Linked DNA regions of Arachis hypogaea: region 1 is linked to region 2. Evidence: chromatin contacts called from public Hi-C data. All regions are on one chromosome and are shown on one strand. The core of a region is the stretch at or near the end of the contact, and the rest is flanking DNA. Distances in the headings are between cores, read along the strand shown. Region 1 holds the start of LOC112711319 (protein PIN-LIKES 3). Region 2 overlaps LOC112711314 (TNF receptor-associated factor homolog 1b).

Region 1 (3,640 bases), core at 687-3,186, 310 kb before region 2:
ATTTCAGGTTGCAAATTGATCACTTATTCTAGAAAAGAAAGAGAACAATAAGGATATAGGGATGAAAAATTCAGAAGAAATATTGGCATACCACTGCAATTGTTGCAGGAGTTAATAGGATGTTCAAATTGAGCTTTACTACTAATTTCTTCAATGTTTCCATAAGCTTTGTATGATTGCCTACCTGTACAAAAATGGACGAAAAAAATTTGAGACCTTCTATTTAGTCACTTCATAAAACAATTTGCTGATAAATATAGGGTGTATTTGATTTGCGTTTCTGTCTTCAGAAAATTTTGTAAAAGAAAAAGAGAAAATAATAAAAACAATAAAATTACATCAGAAAATAAAAACGCAAACCAGTCGCACCCTAAATAGTTCAATGAAGATATCGAAAAGTGCGCAAAGTGTATATATATCTACTAGAACAATGAATAAACCTCTGCTCTTACATCAGGAGTTGTTTTTTCCTCTAAAGTAACAACTAATCCATTTGAAGGTTTTGTATGGTTTTCAGGATCTGATTCTATTAATTCCAATGGATATGATGTGGAATCATCAACATTTCCGACACTAGAAACCTTGCATGAATATGCTCTCACTATGCTGTACACAATAGTCCAAAAGTACATGCATCCAACCTGGTACATCATAATGAAATAAAACATTAAAAAAAATCTTAATTAACTGTTGTCAAAATTTTCTCTAATGATATATGAACATAATTAAATTTTCAAATACTAAATTGTCTTACAGCCAAAGAAAGAGTAACATAAGCCATTGCTTTTTGATAACAAACATCTACATCTCCAAAAGGACTACTGCTTTGTTTACAAACTGAAGGAATTACAATCAGAGGCAAGTTTCCAAGATTTCCTGTTTACAAATTACAACAAACTCAAATTAATGAGAAGAGAAAAACTTCATGAATGATGAACTCTGCGCGGAACTTTACAAATCAAATTCGTCGAAAAAATCCACATCCTTCTTTATGATCAACCAAAATTGTATTATATTGAATTGGACTTGGCTAATTTAAGCTACCTCCAGCACAGCAGCCTAAAACAAGGCCTTGCAAATTATGAGGAGCTTTGGTTACTTTCATAAGTAACCATCCTAAAGCCGACCCTGCGATGAATGTCAGAAGAATGTTCATTGGCATGAACCACCTGCATGATTCATACAGTGAAAGAATCTTAGGAGAAGCAATTCATGAATGGTTTAAATGCAAAACCAAAAGAAAATGCAGAGGAGGAAGAAAACAACATACAGCATAACCAGGCTCCTAAATGTTATAGATTTTGTCAGGATGCTGCATATAAGAGCTGGAATGAACACATAATATACCAACTGAAAAAAAGAAAAACATCATTAAGTGTTGAACAGCGAAATAATTAAGGTAGTTGTCTCATTGATTGTATTGATTTTTGAGCAGCAAGAGTTGTGAGAATGAAGCTAGAACATCATAGTTGATGATATGTTTCTTGCTTTGTGACTCTGATGAACTAATGAATTAACATCATTTGTTCCAATTTTGAAAAAGACATTCCTTGGAATCAAGAAAGATGTCTCTTACAAATTAGTTTAAATAAAGTATTTAGAAAATAAATAAAATAAATAAAATAACTTACTGCATTCAAATGCTTTCTAGCATTGTCTCTCAACAAATTAAAGCGATCAAGAGCAAGAAATGCTCCTACAGCAGTGATGATTATCAGCTTAAGAACCGGCATTAATGCAGTCATGAACAGCTTCCACAGCTCCATTCTACTCTTCTTTCCTTAATTAATTACTTACTCTAAAAAAAGTGTATATCCTTCTTAATTATCAGGGTGGTCCAAATTATAGTTCTAGGAGAATCAAAACAATTTCATCTTTTGGAAAAAGACATTTCTTGATACAAGTTTTATGGGACAAAATGAGAAGTACCATATGCCAATTGTTTTAATTACAAGAACAGCATTTAAGAGAATAAAAAAAAATTTTGTAAACATGACTAAATTATTTGTTCAAAATATGCATTAAGAATTGACTAAGACACTGGTTAACAATTATGGAAAATCAAACTTTTTACTATTTTCAAATTGCATTGAAAATTCTCTGTAAGTTAAGTTGAATTAAATATATATAACTTTATTAGTATTTATTTTATGTTTATTTTACTTTTATTATTTTAGATTCAATTATGATTTAGTCTATTTTGCCCCAATGAACTTATGAATTAGGGTTTTAAAACTAAGATATAAAAACCTCTAAATTAAGAGGTATAAAACTATAAACATATCTAAATTTCTGAGTTTCTTGAAAAATTTGGATGTGAAAAAGTGAAGTAGAATAATTTTCTTAACTATTACATTAGAAAATTAAAATGAGATAGGATAAGTCTCACTCTTTTATTTTTATCTTATTCAAATTTCGATACATATAATTTTGTTTATGTAAAGGGGTTTATTCTTTACACTCACTGATAGTAGAATGATATTATGGAACTGGTTGAAAAGGTAATACCAATAATACTAACCAGAGTGAGACCCGCGCGATGTGCAGAGAAGTAAATTAATTATACTACATAATGTATTATAATAAGTGTTATATTATTTAGAGATTGGTTAGATAATATATAAACTAATGTTAAATTTTAATTGTTTTATACTAAAAATATTTTACAAAATATTTATTTGATAATTAGTATATAATTCCATATAATTATTCAACTAAAATATAATATAAATTAAAATATAGCTTATTATTTTAAAATTTGAATTCATTTATTTTTAAAAAAGGCATAGGCCTTTTATATTAGAGTTATACAAAACTATATCTTCATTTGTTGCTTCTATTTATATATTTGCTTTAGTTGTCATACTTTATCTTCTCATACGGTGATTTTTGGATTGCAAATAATTAAAGAAAAAATTAAAAAAAAGAATAAGAATGAGAAATATCAAAAATATAAATTGATTTTATAATCATGATATATTTGAATATACCTAGTAAGGAGATGTGCCAAATTTAAACTTGGACTTAGAAAAATAAATGAGAATAAAAAATACCAAAAATATAAATATAAAATTATGAATTAATTTTATAATAATGATATATTTAAATGTATTTATTCATTCTTGACAGAATATCGAAACGCCTTGACTCTTGAAAAGCCCGCAACGTTTCTTTGGCAGGTAGAGTTGCTCTTACTCAAACGACTCTATCAACTATCCCATCTTATGTAATGCAAACCATAAAATTGTCTTTGAGTATTTGTGATCAAATTGACAGCATATGTCGCAATTTTGTTTGGGGGGGCTTATTTGGTTAGAAAGCCTCATCTTTTTGAATGGAAAACTCTTTGTTCGCCTAAGGCGCAAGAAGGTCTCGACTTTAGACATGTATGTGTGAGTTCTTAATAATGCAAATTTGATGAAATTAGCCTGAAAACTTGTCCATAATAGAGATCTTTGGGTTAAAATTCTTTGAAGTAAATATGGATGGATAAGGCTACTCTTCTTGTTGTTAAAAAGATCAAAACAGTTTCGAATTCTTGGCAAGGCATCCAAAGGATTTGAAAGAATTTTTAGAATAATCTCATATGGAGGGTCGGATCCCATAGTAAGATTAATTTTTAGACCGACCAATGAATACC
Region 2 (3,845 bases), core at 722-3,221:
ATTAGTTTAATTAAATTTAACTTGTTAAAAATAATTTTTTGAAAGTTATAACAGCTATATTCGGTAAATAAAAAATAAATTACTTTTAATAAGTATAAACTATAAAAATAATATTTAATAAAACTATTTTTAACATTTAAAATAATTTAAAATGCATAAATATAATAAAAATAAGAATTAATATAGATATCTATTAATTATAAAATTATATTAATTTTTTAACTTTAAAAAATAAAAACTTATTTAAATTTTTATAATATCTTTTAAAATAAATACCTCTAACTTTTTAAAAGAACAAAATATGAATAAATATTTTTTATATCAAATAGACAAATACAAAATAAAATACTTGTAGATTTCAAAATTACAAACATCTTTTAAAAAACCTTAGCTAGCTGAACCTTAGATCACGCAAGAAAATAAAATGTCAAGTCTAGGTGCTTAAATGGTCGGAAATAGAATTGATGACAAGGTTCTGAGTCATTTAAGTGCGCTTTGAATGCCGATAGTCATAAATAAGCAAAGACAGTGACTTTGAAATTTGAATAATCCAAGAAGACTCGGAGGCTAATTTAGACAGAAGATCATAGTGCATTAAGCACTATCTAATGTACAATTTGTAACGTGGGATGACGGTGTTATCAACAACATATGTCATATCAATGTCCTTTTCATAGTTCGTTTGGACCTTCAAAAGTAATTTTTTTTTAATTTTTAACTTATAAAAAATAATAGTATTAATATTTAAGTATAATTTTTAAAATTAAATTATAATTTTATAATAAATTATTTAAAAACTTATAAAAAATTTAAAAAAATGACTTTTTTCATAAAAAAAAAATTTATCACATTTTTTTAAAATAAATACTTTTAAAATTAAAAATTTAAATATAAAATAACTCATTTATAAATTATCTTTATTATAGTGATTTATTGTTTAAGCTATTTTTAAAAAAGAACTTAATTAAACTGTTTACTCAGACTAAAAATATGGAATTGATCAAGATTATTGTGAGCATCCTAGATTGAAAACTTGAGATTTGTTAAAATTTTACGAGATGAGAATCATGTAACAATTTGTAACAAAAAAAAATGGAGAATATAACAACCTAATTTTTTAAAGCGTTTGTGTAAACTTTTTAAGGTGTGTGTTAGAGACACTTTTTTAAGTTTAATTTACTCTCACCAATTCAATTATGATGTGTAAAATGGATTATTGATTAATCTACCCCAATCAATCCAATTATGATGTATAAAATGAATTACTGACAAATTTTCTGTAAAATATAATAAAAAATATTTGACCTTTTTTGTACTCATACAGTTAAATTTAAGTATTTAACACTAATGATGTTTGACAAAATGATATTTTTTATTCTTTCTTATGTATACAAAGAGTGTGTTAAGATAGAAATAGATGCCTACAACTACAAAAAACCAATCACGTGCAATTCCTAGAGCACTCAAAAAAATTTCACCCATTCAACCTTTTGGTAAAGTCATCTAAATGATTCTAATATTTTAAAACCCAAAAAACACAAAAAAAAAAAGAAAAAAACCTATACTCCTAAGTCCTAGCAACTCCTGATCACTTATTTCTTATTCCTTATTCTTGTTGTACCTTAATCTTCTTTAGCATAGTTTCTTCCTTCAAGATTTGAAATTTGAAGATAAATTGTTATATTCTGTTTTGCTAGTCTGATGTCATATTTATAGATACTGAGTTCATGTATTTAGTATATTCATAAAAAGAAACATTCCTTTGAGAAAATAAAGTTCTTCAATAAGTCACGACCTTTTAATAAAATACAACTCTTCAATAAGTCATTACCCTGCCAAACAATACAAATTATTGAGCATGACTTTTTTTGTGTTTAGAAAATATATCTCAGCAGCCAAGGCCTGGGTCAGATGGCAATCTTGTTTCCCTCCCATAGAGCTGCACCGGATTCAAATCCTCTTGGAGAAATATTGAACCATTTGTGTATACTCCCATGTAGTGTATGTGAGTGGATTGGATGAGTGTATAATGCATGGGTGTAATGTCTAAAATTAGGGACTGTCCAATCCACTTGACCAATATATATATATATATATATATATATATATATATATATATATATATATATATATATATATATATCACAATTACCATTATTAGTCTTTTAACTAGTAATTTGATTTTACGGAGTTCTATTGTGGCACCAGTTAGCAAAACCCGAGTTAATTACTATGAAAGCATGCGTCTAAAACGTGGACGTGGAGATGCATGGTTCCCGCTGTTTAGTTTTACTATGACCAATGTACTCCGAACTCCGAAGGTAAAAAACCTCATAATGATTCATCCATAAATGATAAATCCCAGATAACCAAGACACGTATGAATTTCATAAACAAAAGCTGGAAACAAATAACCGAAACACTCTTTACAAGATGTTTTTGCTTATGAAGTGATCACAACCTCACTCCAATCTAAAAAGAGAACCAACAAATCCCCCCAAATACATTATTCCATTTGGATGGTGACCACTCATTTCTGGACACTCTCCATCCTCTTTTCCCTCTCTAAGTAGGACCATTTGACGGCCGGAATATGGAATAACCATTGATACCAGATGCCACATTTGAGTAATCTGGATAGTACGAGTAACCATCATTATCCGAGTTCCTCATACCTAGATATAGCAGATCAGATCCGCCCACCTGCCACTGGTTAGGCATCACCCCGTCAACCTGCCCATTGACGTAAGAAGTACTCATTTGTGGAACATAATCTCTCATTGAATCGAAATGCCCATTAGACGACCTATAACCTCCTTGAAATCCGTGATCATGATGATGGAAACTCAGCGAACGCTCGAACCTGCAAGAACTGGTTGAGGATCCAAACTCATCATCTGCACCCAAGTCCCCAGGATAACTGAACTGTCGATTAAGCAAGTGTGGCCCACTATTAAGAGACTGGAATGTTGAACTCGCCTTTGCCGACTTTCCAACACCAGTTTCATCATCAAGCAGGTCATTTATGATATCAAGATGCGGGAACTCATCCACTAACAACCCTTGGTTCTGACGGCCAGATGTGCAAGCAGGGAACTCAGTCAAGATATCACCCATAGATCTACTGTGCACTGGCCTGTACAAGTCATGGTTTTGAATGTCATTAAGCCCGGAAGGTTGGTCATAGTGCATGCTTCTGCTTGTTTCGCTTTGAGAATTTTCCATCCACTGGGGACCATTATGTAATACATCGCGTTTAACCATGCCAAAGGGCAAACCTGTCTGGCCAGCACTAGTGCCCATTCTATCAGAGCCCTGGGGTAAAAATATTGGTGATGATACCATGGAGGGCGGTTGAGAAAACCCAGAAGATTGTTTCACTGTGGAACTAGAGGAACTGGAATGGGTCAGATTGGCAGCTGTTGAAGTCACTGGGTTCCCTATTATAGCATTTCTGTAGGATTGAGGAACATAACTGTGAGTAGCAGGTGATGGATCAGGACCTAACCGACTAGATGCACTCACTGAACGTGAAAGTGGAAGAGCTGTTTGAGCCATTGAGACAACAGGAGCTGCAGGCCTGGGACCAGGAACCAAAGGAGAACTAGAAGGTCTTGACATCACGGAAAGTTGTGCTACAGATCTTTCAGTTAATCTCACACTTGCAGTTGAAGATTTTAGGGTCTCGGTTTTGGACACAGTTGTTGCTTGTGATGCAGATGAGAAAGGTGAAGATGTTTTCCTGATATGAACAGGATCTACCGTAGCGCTGGTCTTGTGTTCTTCTGACTTCATCTGAACAGTTGAGGATATGTTTCTAAGGGGACTTAATGGTGAGGATGGCA

What was found. A called contact is a pair of places that touch in the nucleus more often than the background predicts.
Region 1: a contact with region 2 is called in a Hi-C map of leaf, with 3 times the contacts expected there. The contact joins the promoter of LOC112711319 here to the enhancer-like site in region 2. A contact is called at or near these places in 2 of 8 Hi-C or Micro-C datasets (both in leaf).

Annotation. Positions count from the first base shown.
Region 1 is chr9:100,584,532-100,588,171 of arahy.Tifrunner.gnm2.J5K5, reverse strand. LOC112711319 (protein PIN-LIKES 3) reads right to left here and starts at 1,936. Exons shown (of 10, transcript XM_025763949.2): 1 at 1,632-1,936; 2 at 1,271-1,350; 3 at 1,045-1,169; 4 at 755-876; 5 at 453-641; 6 at 92-184. The coding sequence starts at 1,766.
Region 2 is chr9:100,271,632-100,275,476 of arahy.Tifrunner.gnm2.J5K5, reverse strand. It overlaps LOC112711314 (TNF receptor-associated factor homolog 1b), which reads right to left. Exons shown (of 13, transcript XM_025763941.3): 13 at 2,323-3,845. The coding sequence ends at 2,566. Among protein-coding and RNA genes, the nearest start is that of LOC112711314, 12 kb to the right of the region's middle. Within about 2 kb of position 1,971, at least 1 of the 3 cell types and tissues checked has open chromatin away from gene starts, as enhancers often do.